Linked DNA regions of Bombyx mori: regions 1 and 2 are each linked to region 3. The links are chromatin contacts, called in public Hi-C maps. All regions are on one chromosome and are shown on one strand. Each heading gives the region's core, a stretch centred on a gene start, on an enhancer-like site or on the middle of the called end of the contact. The rest is flanking DNA. Distances are from core to core; before and after follow the strand shown. Region 1 has its middle 18 kb from the start of LOC101735787. Region 2 has its middle 38 kb from the start of LOC101735915. Region 3 holds the start of LOC101735915.

What was found. A called contact is a pair of places that touch in the nucleus more often than the background predicts.
Region 1: a Hi-C map of posterior silk gland shows a contact between it and region 3, with 2.8 times the contacts expected there. The contact joins the enhancer-like site here to the promoter of LOC101735915 in region 3. A contact is called at or near these places in 2 of 7 Hi-C or Micro-C datasets (posterior silk gland and whole pupa).
Region 2: a Hi-C map of midgut shows a contact between it and region 3, with 10 times the contacts expected there. The contact joins the enhancer-like site here to the promoter of LOC101735915 in region 3. A contact is called at or near these places in 5 of 7 Hi-C or Micro-C datasets (middle silk gland, midgut and whole pupa).

Annotation. Positions count from the first base shown.
Region 1 is chr18:639,640-644,103 of ASM3026992v2, forward strand. No RefSeq gene overlaps it. Among protein-coding and RNA genes, the nearest start is that of LOC101735787, 18 kb to the left of the region's middle. Within about 2 kb of position 2,127, at least 6 of the 8 cell types and tissues checked have open chromatin away from gene starts, as enhancers often do.
Region 2 is chr18:662,030-666,883 of ASM3026992v2, forward strand. No RefSeq gene overlaps it. Among protein-coding and RNA genes, the nearest start is that of LOC101735915, 38 kb to the right of the region's middle. Within about 2 kb of position 2,537, at least 3 of the 8 cell types and tissues checked have open chromatin away from gene starts, as enhancers often do.
Region 3 is chr18:700,667-705,679 of ASM3026992v2, forward strand. LOC101735915 reads right to left here and starts at 1,864. Exons shown (of 2, transcript XM_012690188.4): 1 at 1,585-1,864. The coding sequence starts at 1,593.

The DNA.
Region 1 (4,464 bases), core at 877-3,376, 61 kb before region 3:
TTTAGAACACAATGAATGCTCTACGTACCTACTATATTATATGTCAGGAAAGTAATATTAAAAAATCTATTGTTTTATGATCGCTATCTTTGATGAATGTATATATTAGAGTTTGGAAATAAACTCGGCGGTGTAACATAAAGCTAAAGCTTAAATCCTAAAAAAGCTAGTCCCTGTGAAATTTAAATAGCACTAGCGCTCAATAAAAATAAATACAAAAGGCTTTTAATATCACTCACATTGCCTTACGTATTGCTATATGGGATTTGAGTTTGCGGTCCTCCTGGTAATGAGTGGTTTCAGACGTCCATAGACACAAGGCAACGGAATTCGTGGTAGATTTCGTCAGGATAGCAGCACTTGCCCACGCGCGTTCACAGTACGTCCTAACTTCTGTAATATTATTAATTGACCTGGAACAATATCTCTTCTTCAACCCATATCCACCCAATGCTGTGTGTAGGTATCTTTGAATGCACCCCATTCTCTTCGGTCTCTTGCCTTTCTCATACAATCCCTACCAACCACTTTTACCAGGTCATCGGTCCACCCAGTTGGCTATCTGTCCACGTTACGACGTCCAGTACGAGGTCTCCACTCCAATACTTTTGTGCCCCATCGATTGTCAGTGCGACGGTATATGTGACCGGCCCACTTCCACTTTTTCCGAGCAATCTCTTTGGCTATATAAGTCAAACCAGTTCTTCTGCGGATTTCGGTATTGCGCATTCTATCCCGTAGAGAAACGCCTAACATAGCCCGTTTCATGGCTCTTCATGAAACAATATCAGTCATGACTATTTCTACAATAAATCCAGTTAGCAATTTCTTTGTAATTGGATTTTAATTGACCGGCCTTCAGCTAATTTATTTAGGTGTGTGTCGTCGGCCGTGGTGTAGCTCTCGAAGAACTACTAAATATTTAAGTGGATTAAGTACTATTTTGGTAATCACTTTATGACTGATCAGCACTCACCGGCGCGGTAACGTACCGCTGGAGGCGTTTCGAATAGGTACACAAAATATAGTACCTAGTTATTGCAGATACATTTTTGGAATATTAGTGAGAAAAAACCCAGCTTTATTTTAAGAAAATCATAAATTCGTATTCACTAAATTGACGGCAAGTCGAATCGACTGTAACAAGTTTCAGTTTCCTAGGTGATCGGGAAGTGCCGTAAAAATCACTGCAAAAAGATGTCGGTTTTTGGTGTCATTTCTCATTTTACAATTACTAGATCCATTGTTCCCTGCGCACCAAGTGCTCCCGACCGATGACCGTTAGTTCGACCAGGTGGCGGCAATGTTGCGGCGGCAACATTCCTCCAGTAAAGTTCTCTGACTGTAGCCACTGAACTTTACGTTGGTAACCCTCTAATCGTGGCGCTTCTAGTTAGAAGTTCAGTTGACTTCCTGAATCAAGTGTCGGCGGAACGCAAACTGTCGCCCTAAACATGGCGTGTCGAATCCTCCGGATCCAGTCTAGGTGCTTTTCGGCACTCCAAGCGTCGAACCTGGCTCATGGACATAGCCCGCTGAGTTTCTCGTAAAATCTTCTCAGTGGGTCGCGATTTCGATCCGGTGGTAGTTCTGCGTAGCAATGCTCTTACTAGGGTCAGTGTTAGTAAATTCTCTCAGGTAGATTCCGTGAGCCAGCACGAGAAAAAAATAAAACAAAAGAATTTCCAGGAGAATTTAATTTTGAAAATAATGTTTGTCACTGAATACTTGTGTCCAGTATGTCTTTATTTATTTATTTAGTGATTTATGTAAAACGGTCGTGAACTGTATTCCGTCTGGCTATTCCGATTGCTGACTCAATTAATTGTGATGTTGATTGTACACAGCTTTCCCGAAGACGAAGCCGGTGGTGGTGGTGATGATCCCTAACATGATACGACCACCAAAAATACGCGATCTCTTTTTAAATTAGCTTGAACGTTATCTACAATAGCTGTTAAGAATATAGAAATGAAGTGTGTTGACTACAGCCTTCTTATCTGCTCACGAAATATTTACCATCTATTTATTACCATTTACCATTCATCCATTCAAGTTGAGCCCTCCCAACCCTAGGACAATAATAACAGTGAATCCGCAAATAGCGCCATCTGCCGGCTGTTCGAGTTAGTTAGCACCCACTTTACGTTTCTACTAGATGGCGCTCAAATACTTTAGATACTTTAGAATGTCATTAAACTCATGATTGAGAATTTATTACTCAATCTCAAACTCTTAACTAGAACTTGAACTCGACTTCAGTGCTGCGGCTTGAAAATTCACAAACCACTCGAAAAGCATTATCTTATCTCTAATAATATCTATTATATTATTTGGATGATTAATATATTTTATGGATATAATTTCATTGTTAAGAAAGGAACGCATGTATTTACTGAAATGGCCCACGCCATCTATTTTATTGGTATCACAAATAAAATAGATCACAAATAAGATAGCGTAGCAGAAACTGGCAAGATGGTGGTACCTACCCGGGTAGGCTTACAATACGTTCCAGTACAGTGATAAATATTATTAAAGTTCTCGATTTCATATTCTTTAAAATTATTCATTGTATTTTTAGTCAATTAATCTTACTTTTCTATCACAAGACATTGTCAACTATTGCACTGACGATTACCCATAGTTACCTACCTACTTTGTTGCTGCCATGTTGGTACAACTAAAAAAATAAATAAATGGAGTACTCAATTTGATTTCACATCTCAAATAGCGACAATCAGATTGTGATATTTACAGTCAATGGTAACCATTTAACACCAGATGAGCTTGTGAACAGATGGCCGTTGGGGCTAGAAGGTTCTTGAGCGGCGACCGCGTACTGGGAGACGTAGCGTGGGTAGGCCTCCCACAAGGTGGAACGAAGACCTATTGAGGTTCGCGGGGATCCGCTGGATGCAGGCAGCGCAGGACCGGTCTTTGTTGCGAGGCTTGGGGGAGGCCTATGTCCAGCAGTGGACGTCCATGGGCTGATAGAATAGAATAGAATAGAGCTTGTGAACTTCTCAACCCGTCTACACCATTTAAGAAACAATAAAACTTTATGTTTTCTCTGTTTTAGCGTTGTTGCGTGTGATCTGAATATGTTCCGTTTGAAACGGTTTAATTGTCTCAATCTGGAGGTCAGTGGCGACTTAGCACGCAAACTGACCCGTTACACAACATTTCTCACCAGAACCAGAATGTCGAATCTAGAATTTTTTTACAACGAATAAGGAACCTTCGGATTGGAGCTTTAAGACGGTTTCGGTGTATTCCAATGCAGATTTTTGAAGACATCACCAACTGAAGGCCACTGCAGACCTTTAGATGGAAATCTAAAACGTATTGGAAAATGGCTATCGTACACTACAAATCAGAATGCACAGTCTGCGGCAGACATCGGTAGGATGGTGGAAGGTGGTTCGTGCGGGCTCAATGCGTCCTACTGTCTTTTACGATAACAATCAGAGATGTGGTGGTGCTATTATAAGCCAACAACGTCGAAGTCGTCGTGGCCTAAAGGATAAGGCGTCCGGTGCATTCGTGTTGAGCGATGCACCGGTGTTCGAAATACGTATAGGTACTTAAAATGTTCACGAATGACTTCTTCCACGGTGAAGTCATAACATCGTGTAATAAAAATAAAACCAGCAAAATTATAAATTGCGTAATGACTGGTGGTAGGACCTCTAGTGAGTCCGCACGGGTAGGTACCACCGCCCTGCCTATTTCTGCCGTGAAGCAGTAATGCGGTTCGGTTTGAAGGGTGGGGCAGCCGTTGTAACTATACTGAGACCTTAAAAATCATATCTCAAGGTGGCTGGTGGCATTTACGTTGTATATGTCTATGGGCCCCTCCTAATCTATGCAATAAAAAAATAAAGAAAATGCATGGTATGAGTACCTAAATAGATGCTTTATTGGACACAGAGTGAATCTTCGTGCTCTGACCGGCTGATGCGATCTTCAGACGCGTTTTACATCACACATCCGCTCTTAATATGTGTTACGTATACCGGAATTGAAATAGCATGTAGCTGGTCAATGATAAATAATGATATTATAATCATAATAATGATATATGATGGAAGAGGAAGATAAACTCTCGACAGAAAGGTAAATTGATCTCATTAACTGTATACGACTTTCACTTGACGTTTAATCAAAAACACATTTAGTAGTATACTTTTCCATAACTGTTGTTTTCGTACGTATGAATACGTTAAACAACCAAATTTATACGCCAAAATTAATTTTCATTGTCATCCTCATCATCCGAAAGACGTCCGCCTAGGACTCCTTCAAGAGCTGCGGTAGGTACTGAATGAGTTCAGGCTCCTAGGTTTCCTGCGATCTCCCCTAAGTCTGCAGCCTACACTGTGGCAAGCTAACCACACCACGTTTTCGAGCAAAACTTCTCCTCTGAAGAATCAACAACTAGACAAAATTTCAACTCGAATA
Region 2 (4,854 bases), core at 1,287-3,786, 38 kb before region 3:
TAATTCTTTAAATTTATCTGTGATTGCGGTTCTCAGCTGTAATCTTTACAGGGTGGAGGTTACTTCAACTTTGTATGAACAAACCTTACAAAGATGAATCTATCTGCTAACTAGGGAGAATTGTCAGTGTTATTCATCAGGAGGTTCTTGACCCCGGTTTTCTTTCTTAGCTTAGACTGCGACCTCACGGTTCATACGGTGCACTGATGGCCGTTTGGGAGCAGAGATGTCGCATTTTACATCCGGATCGTACGTGTCAAAATTGATCTCTGGAGTGAGCAGGTGCCTCACGACGTGCATTGCATTAGCAATGACTGTCATTCTGTACCAAGCCCTAAACTCAACTGGACAGTAAAGGCTATGATTATTGTTATTACTGCATGAGTGTTAATGCGAATTAACATTCGGTAAGTACTCTTGTAATTTTACACATCGCTCCTTTCTCCTTGTCGGCATTTCTTCAATTAGATACGATCCAGTCTGTCGTCATTATTACATAAAACTTCAGGACCAATAAATATAAATATTTGAAAGTTTCTCAACCGTTCTCAACTCAAATTACATGGCTTGAGGATAACACGTTTATTTATAGGAGAGAGTATACGGACACTGTCTGCGAGATAAGAATCATATTGTTTATTTAATTTATTACTTTTTATGTTACGTATTATTATGAAGCTTTTTTTTATAGCCTTTGTAGGAAGACTAGCATACGGCCCACCTGATGGTGAGTGGTTTGCGTCAACCATGGGCTAAAGCAATGCCAGGAGCAGAGACAAGCTGCTGCCTACCGTTAAGTATTCTTCACAAGCCTCGTTTGAAGAAGGACAGTCGTAGCGCTCGGGAAACACCGTGGAAGGGGATCATTACAAAGCCGGATGGTACGTGGCAAAAAGATATCTAGAAGCGCACTATGAATGAACTCTATTCCGGTGGCGGGCGGTGCGATGGTAAAAAAGAGAATATGGAATCATCTTATCTCAATCTTATCAATCCAAATACTTTACAAACCATTATAGTGCTTAGTGGGATGTAAGAAGACCATTGCTATCTTACAGAATATCGTATTTAGTAAACGGCTAATAAAGCTCACTTGGTTGGTGGATTTCTACGGCATTTTCTCGCGACTCTTCAACTAGTCAGAAAAGAACTAAATTAAATTCACTGCTACAGTCGGAACACAGAACTTAATGCCCTCGGGATTGCAATACCATTTTCAGCTTATTTCAGAACATTTTCTTTAATAAAAGTTGAATGCACTTTTACAGAGGTTAGTGAAAGTATTTGTCTGTTCGCTTGTTTTGTTCCGTGGACACGATAAAGTTGCCTAAAAAGTAAACATTTTAAATATAGAAAGTAAATTGGTTTTTGCTATTGGCTCAGCGGCAGCTTTTTTACGCGTAGTCTCGAGTTTGACATTGGACACGTGACAAAGCGAAGGCCGTCACTGTGTGTGTTGTGAAGTCTACCAGCGGTGCCATTGTTCAAACCGGAACGCATTACTGTTTCGAGGTATAAATGGGCAGATCAGGACATCCTACCAACAATTCTCAAATAGACCACAAGGGGCAGAGAATTGAGTAAAGAAGCATTTAGCAATGAAAACTGTTAGGTATGTAAGCTCGGCGGCTGCGTCCGCCGTCAATATAATAAAGTAGTGCGTAAACAACCGGCTTTGTCATTACACGCGTCCTCGGACACACTAAAAACTAAATAAAATTGTAAGACTAGTTCGAACTTACTGTAGCGCTAATAACGAGGCACAAATTACAAACATAGAGGGCTATGCCACCGTAACCGAGCGAATTAATGACCTCACGGAGCTCTGACCTGAGGATGTTGCTAACACTGGCCCTAACAAGAGCAGTTCTTCGCAGAATCTACCACCGGATCGGAAACGCGACCCACTGAGATGATCCGGCGAGAAACTCAGTGGGCTGTTGAATTCCTCTGTGAACAGTCGCAGCCCAGGCTGAGTATTGTCACGTGATGTCTTATTATTGCTTATTAAAAATGTTCAGGGTTAGCTCGTGAGTTCCGTCAATGCCGGACGCTTGCTAGGTTTTTCTTATTGTATGGATAGGTGAACGAGCTCACAGCCCACCGGGCGTTAAGTAGTTATCGGAGCTCCTATAACGTAAATGCGCCACCCACCTTGAGATATGAGTTCTAAGGTCTCAGTATTGTTACAACGGCTTCTCAAGTCTTAACCGAAACGCATTACTGCTTCACGGGCTAGTCAGGCCCGTGGTACCTACCCGTGCGAACTCACAAGAGGTCCTATCACCAGTAAAAAGCAGCAGTAGTATTTTGCGTTAGTTGGTATTGGTATATTGTACTCTTATTTTCCTGAACTATGAACCCGTTACATACAGTTGATTGTATGACATGAGTCGGCGAGTCGGCGAGATGACAGCGTAACATAACAATAGTATAAGCGCGCAGGTAAACGGCTGTTCGGGCTATGATATGCTCTGTTATACAGTTCAACCAAATCTAATGGTCACATTATGAAGACTGGCCGTGACGCCGATGACATCACATACTATAGACAGCTACACCGTCCAGCACGATGGCTTCGCGGCATACGTTAGAGCCATATTCTCAATGGGTTGGGATTCCGGATTAATTCGTGAAGCAACATAGCCTTTGAGCTTTTAGGTCTCTTGGAGGCGCTCGGGCAGCTGTTAACAAACCTGTCCTGGTGTAACCAAAAAGGCCTCTGGGAGACCAGAAATCTCTTCGTCCCAAAAAAATACTTTCAAGGGTTGAAATTTATTGTACGACCTTATTTGCGAATATCACTCGAGTGCGTATGGTATTGTCTTTTTTGTTATGTTATTAATATAAATTCGACAAGGAATTAGTTAAAATCTTTTATATCTAGACTCTAGATTAGTAGTAGACTCTAGACTCTAGAAATTAGATTCTGGATTCTAGAGGTTGGCGGTAATTTTCATAAAATAAAAAAGGATGTACATAAAGGTTTATAACGCCAACCCGATTGAAACGCTGGTGTACGAAAGAGAGAGAGAGAGTGAGAGAAAGAGAAAGAGAGAGAGAGAGAGAGACAGACAGAAAGGGAGCGAGAAGCTCCCAGTCTTCGTTCTATTAATTGCCAATCCTTATTGGAAGTGATTTCTATAGATAGTATTCTATCTAAAGCTACTCATGTTTTAAAATACAGAATATTGCAAAAAGTTGATTATTGTCTCAAAGCCGAACCTGCACCACCACAATACGGATGTGGAAGCGGTTTTTTTTTCCCTACCTATGCTGATAGCCTTGCGAGGCTATTTCAGCTTCACGCTAACGTGTAGGTGAGCGCACGGGACTCAAACCAGAGAGTTGCTGGCACTGGCCCTAGCAAGAGCAGTGCTTCGCAGAATCTACCACCGGATCGGAAACGCGACCCACTGAGAAGATCCGGCGAGAAACTCAGTGGGCTGTGTCTGTGGCATGCGGAAGCGGAAAAATACTAGCATGTCATATACCATCACTTACCTTGAGAATTACGGTAGGCACGAGCGAAAGTAACCACTCACCGCCAGGTGGGCCGTGTGCTCGTATATCTATAGCATCCAAAACAGTGTAAGTCAAATTTAATCGCGTTCATTCTAACGTTGGTTCAACTGTTCAGGTCAAAGTATTAAGAAAAGTAAACGAACAACAAAAAAAATATGTTTGTACATCACATTCTTTAACAAGGAGCTCCTCGCCCTTTGTATATGCTTTGGAACAAGGGTCTACGTTAACGAGCCACTGCTGTACGCGCTGTGAGGTTTTCTCACAGTGCCTCATTATCATAGGGGAATGCTTTGCTTCGGAATTTAGTCTAACAGATAAGTGTTGCAATATGACATGTCCTTCTTCAAACGAGGCTTGTGGAGAGTATTAAACGGTTGGCAGCGGCTTGGCTCTGCCCCTGACATTGCTGACGTCCATGAGTGACGGTAACCACTCACCATCGGGTGGGCCGTATGCTCGTTTGACTATACGTCATAAAAAAAAATTAAAAAAAAAAGTTCAGCTACCTTAGCGTGTCTCGCATTTTGATGATCATGAATATTTAAAAAAAATCTTTTTTTTTTTTTTTTTATATAATATTAAAAAAAAAAGACATGCCCGCTGAGTTTCTTGCCAATTCTTCTCAGGACGGAGGCTATTTTTTGTGAATGTGGCGGTAGTTCTTTTGACGTTCAACAAGTATGTACTTTCATTTATGTTGAATAAATTTTTTTTGATTTGATTTGATTTGATTTCAATTGTGAAACATGACCGATCTGTGTGCTTAGTGCGAGTTTTTTAACGTTCTCGATAACGTAAAAGTTAACTCATATTTGTATGGAATGGGATCGTTTGATTACGTTTGCCGCTAGGGGCGCTGTTCCCACTGCATACAAAATTGGGTTAACTTTTACGCTATCGAGTACGTTAAGAAACTCGCACTAAGCACACTGATAAAGTCAGTGATTTTCGACTCCCAAATATAACTTATACATGATTTTGTTTAAAAAAATATTATAAGTTTTCGAAAAGTTATCGTTCGTGTTAAAACGAAAAATTTTTTTTTTTTCTAATTGCCTTTGTAGGCAGACGAGCACACGGCCCACCTGATGGTGAGTGGTTACCGTCGCCCATGGACTTCAGCAATGCCAGGGGCAGAGCCAAGCCGCTGCCTACCGCTTAATACTCTCCTCAAGCCTCGTTTGAAGAAGGACATGTCATAGCGCTCGAGAAACACCGTGGAGGGAAGCTCATTCCATAGCCGGTTGGGACGTAGCAAAAAAGATCTCTGGAAACGCACTGTGGATGACTGCAGTGGCTCCAGGTAGTATGGATGAACTCTACTCC
Region 3 (5,013 bases), core at 614-3,113:
CTCTGCTCTGCGTAACTGTTACGGATCATGACCGATATTGTTGAATTTAAGATTTTATTATATACCAATTGAAGAAATCAGTGGATGAAGGGGTTAAGTACAATTTTTAAGATTTATGAGTTCTTACATTGAATGAAGGTGTGATGTGCGTATAAACCATATTAGACCTCAAAACTCCGGTTTAAAGGCTATTTTTAGAAATCGCATGTGATGAAGGAGTTACGTACGAAGAAAAAGTATAAGTAACCAAAGTTTGTTACCCGTTTACTCTAAATTAACAAATTGTATCATATCCCCTTCATCCGCTCATGTCTTCAATTATAGATAACTCTGCCGTGTTTATACCTTTGCTTGAGTCAAATTATATTTATTGAATAACTAGAAAAGAATTAGTATGTTTTTTATTTATTTATGCAGAGCCATTTTTAAAGCCTTTTTTTTTAAAGTGACTTAATTGTAAATGGAATCTATAAGCATCTGGCGATTTAACCTCTTATTGGTAACAGTCGTTTTGCTCGGTCTAATTGAATTCTTTGCAACATTCACGCGGATTACTAACTTCGTCACTAGTGGCAGAACTAAATCGGCACTGCTGACATGCCTATTTCTACCGCGATGAGGTCATGCATTATGGCTGTAAGAGTAGGACAGAAGATATCACTTATAATGTAAACTACGGTCTACGTCACAAGACGTATTGTATTTTTTTTCTATCTAAGCTAAGTCTAGATTTGCAAACTTTTTGGGATTGGTTTCAACGGAGGTTAAAATATTCCGTAATGAAATAACGTACATAAGTAAATATTGGAGGTAACTTAAAAAGGTTTACACGCTTGTCGTCACCCTATACCCAATCATATTTGTACTTAGGTACATTGATCTGAATAAAACTTATTTCGTACTATCGCAACGAAATGGTCAGATTTCATCAATCATATGATTCAAGATAAGGAGATCGAATGTTGTTTGGTAAAGTAAACAAAGATGAAACTATATAGGAATATTGAGAATCGCAAACCTAACAATATGGTAGTTCCCATTGCGATACGAGGGTAGTTTTTGATGATTGCAAGTTGTATTTGTATACTTTGCCAGAAATTTGAGATATTTGGTATTATGAGATATTATATGTACTAATAAGTATTTAAAAAGGTTAGGCAGAATAAAATCGTCGAAGGTTATTAACGAGCACGATTAATAGCCAGAGATAAGACAATAGCCATGTATTCACCTACAGCGGGCACAAATAAACGCAAATACATCGAACAATATCGAAGATAATGTATCGGCAGGCAGCGTTATCAGATGTGTAACAGTACATTCGTGATCTCGCACACTTTTACCGATGCTGCACTGCGACCGAGCTATTACCGGGGGCCCGCAAAAAGCTTTCTACCGGCCCTCGTGTCGGCACACATACCGACACACCGACATTGTCCGCGTTAATTACAAGGAGGTCGATCTCGAGCGACGACCCGCCATCGCACCGCTTACTTGCACTTATCCCGTGCCGACGACCTACGAACCCGCGGCTGAATTGGCACGCACCAGACGTAAACTAGAACTAAAACAAACGGTACTCACGTCGCCCATGGTGAAACTCGTAACGCAATCCGATATCCGAATGGGAAGGAAGCTGATAATTGCACACAAATGTTTCACTGTTTCGACATCACGGCACCGACACCTGGCACGGTTCTAGTTTTGTGGAGCGTGCGTTGCGGAAGACGGACGCGGCCTGAGCGCTTACGTCCTCTGCGGAGACAGCCTCGCGAGTACAGACTACAGAGCCGAAGCCATATCACCTGGCCCGCTAATTGGCGCGAGAGTGAGAGGCCTCGACGGCGCTAAAACGTCAAAAGTTAAAAAGAGAAAGTAGATCCAACTTGAAACACCTGAGCGCTGTTTTAGCTACACTATTCTGTTTTAGCGTCGAAATTGTGAGCGCCAGTTTGAAACTTGACCCTTGAGAACGGATTCACGCGCTATTGGCTTCCGAGGGCCAGACCTCCCCACAAATTGGGCAGGAAGCGGCCCTTAATTAAATGTCCTGTTAACTTTTTAATGTAACTTGAGTGGACTTCGTGCACCGTACAGTACGAACTCGGGACATTGTGAGGCTTCTTTGTATAGGCGCTAACTGTTGAGTAAACTTGAAAACAAAATTCATTAAATCAGTTTCGGATTTGTAGTGGTTTTCAAAATAAGGTGGTCTATATTGGTCACCGAAACTTACAGACATCACAACGTGATTACCGGCCCTTGACACTTGAAAACGAAGTCTCTATTGTATTGTATAACAGCTGTCCAACTCTTCAAACCGGAACGCGTCTGACAGTAAATACTGATGGATAGGGTTTGTGAGGGTCCGCGCGCGCAGCAATACTAATTATTTATATAAATAAATGAGAACTCCACTGCATAGTCTAAGATTGGTACAGGGATGTATTCACGCTGATGCGTGTATTGGTTCCAGTGCTTAATACCAGAGTCGCACGTTCTTTTGCCATTCTATGTGCGTTTTTTAACTTCCCGATTGCGTAAAAGTTAATTCAAATTTGTATGGAATTGAAACAGCTTCCCTTCGTTTGCCGCTAGGGGCGCTGTTCCAACTCCATACAAATTTGAGTTAGTTTTTACGCGATCGAGAAGTTAAAAAACTCGCACTAAGCACAATAAGCTTTATAAACAACCGTTTCAACTCGTCTGCAGTCAATATGGCGTGAAGCAGTTGGTGCTGATCGAGACCAGTTGTCTCGGGCGACATTTGTTATTTACATTTTATCAAACTTTAACTTACGACTCGGTATTCATGTTTAAGCCGTCAACGAATCGTCTTCTCGCATTAAAACTGTATAATCTCAAAACTTACTAATTTTACAGGAGAGTCTCTTAAAGGTGTAACATGTAATCTTTTTAATATTAATCATATTTGCAACATTTTTTTTTTTACCATTTACATTAACTGTCTTTTAAAGTAAGATAAAATTATGTATAAATTTTTTTAATAGTAGCCAAAACATAGGTAAAGTAAAAAAAACTACAACTAAACTACGCTCTTTTGATAGTATTTATGAGAAAAATACTGGTGATACCAAATGCTTACTTGTTTTAATGCGAAAAGGCGAAATTGTGGAAATGTTATCGTAATTTTTCGATTTTCGTACGTTTGAAGTAGTTAACCGTTTTATTGGTTGTATTTTTTTTTTTTTTTTATTGCTTCGATGTATGGACGAGCTCACAGCCCACCTGGTGTTAAGTGGTTACTGGAGCCCATAGACATCTAAAACGTAAATGCGCCACCCACCTTGAGATATAAGTTCTAAGATCTCAGTATAGTTACAACGGCTGCCCTACCCTTCAGACCGAAACGCATTTCTGCTTCACGGCAGAAATAGGCAGGCTTAGAAATAGTACAGACGACACGACAAAACGCGATTTTTTTTTCCTTCAAATCATTTACAAGATATGAACGAGCGAGGTTACTACCTTCACTCATAAATTGGTTCTTTTTAACAAGGGGGTTATATTAGAAAAGCTTTTCCATTTTTATAATCTCGCCTTTCAATATTCCAATATCGGAAATAATAAAGTCAGATAACGCCTTACGTCTTACATATATTATGTGACGGGTTTGAATCAATTGCTCTGGGTTTTGAGAACGGATGTCACTTAATATCATACCAAATGAGGACAGCTCTTAACTAAACGGAAGGTAGTTCTTGAGATATTGTTACCACTACACATTGCTAGCTTTTTATTTTCGCGAGTGGCAGACATATTTAAAGGTAGTTTAAAGACTTAATATCTCGTGTCTCTTAGTTTCGACGTTCGGAATACTTTACAGTTTGGAGGCTTGTAGAGAGTACTGAAAGGCAGGCTCGTGGCTAGGCTCTGTCCCTGGCATTGCTGACGTCCATGGGCGACGGTAACCACTCACCTTCAGGTGCCTCATGAGCTCACGCTCGTCTGCCTACAAGGGCAATAAAAGTAAAAGTTTAAGTTAAAAGTCGTCGTGGTCTAAAGGATAAGACGATCATTGGAATAGTAATAAAAAGAAATAAATAGAAAATAAAGTATGTTTACAATAATATTAAGATATATTAGATATAAGCATACAATATATTAAGCAAAAACAAAAGTACATATGTAAGCAGTAAAAATAAGAAAACAAAGCAAATGGGCTTGACATAAATTAAAACTTACCTTCCTCTTCTCCTGTCCAGCTACCTGGAAAACAAAATTAAAAAGTATTGTTAGAATAGAACTAGAAGAGAAATGTAACAAATAACATAGGAAAAAGTAGAATAAGCATGTAATATAATAAGCAGTAGCATAAGAAGCTAAAATGTAAACCATAGGAATAAGATAATAATATTGAAATTGTTAAAATTATATAAAGACATAAGTTTCAAACAATATTTTTGTAATTGATTTATGAATAAATTAGCAAAATGTTATGTACCCCGAAAAATAAAACAATAGTAGGTTAAGCTAGCGGGAGTCCCACCCGGCTAAGTATGACAGATGATGAAGTAAGTAAACTAGATTAAAAAACGAAGATGAGTAAACTAGATTAAAAAAGACCCCGTGATCTCACGACCGGGGAAAGGCTATAAAAAAAAAAAAAAAAAAAAAAAAAAAAAGGATAACACGTCCGGTGCATTCGTATCTAGCGATGTACCGGTGTTCGAATCCCGCAGGCGGCTACCAATTTCTAATGAAATACGTACTCAACAAATGTTCACGATTGACTTCCACGGTGAAGGTATAACATCGTGTAATAAAAATCAAACCCGCAAAATTATAATTTGCATGACTGGTGGTAGGATCTCTTGTGAATCCGCACGGGTAGGTACCACCACCTCGCCTATTCCTGCCGTGATGCGTGAAGCAGTAATGCGTTTCGGTTTGAAGGGTGAGGCAGCCGTTGTAACTATACTGAGACCTTAAAACTCATATCTCAAGGTGGGTGACAGCATTTACGTTGTAGATGTCTATGTGCTCCGGTAA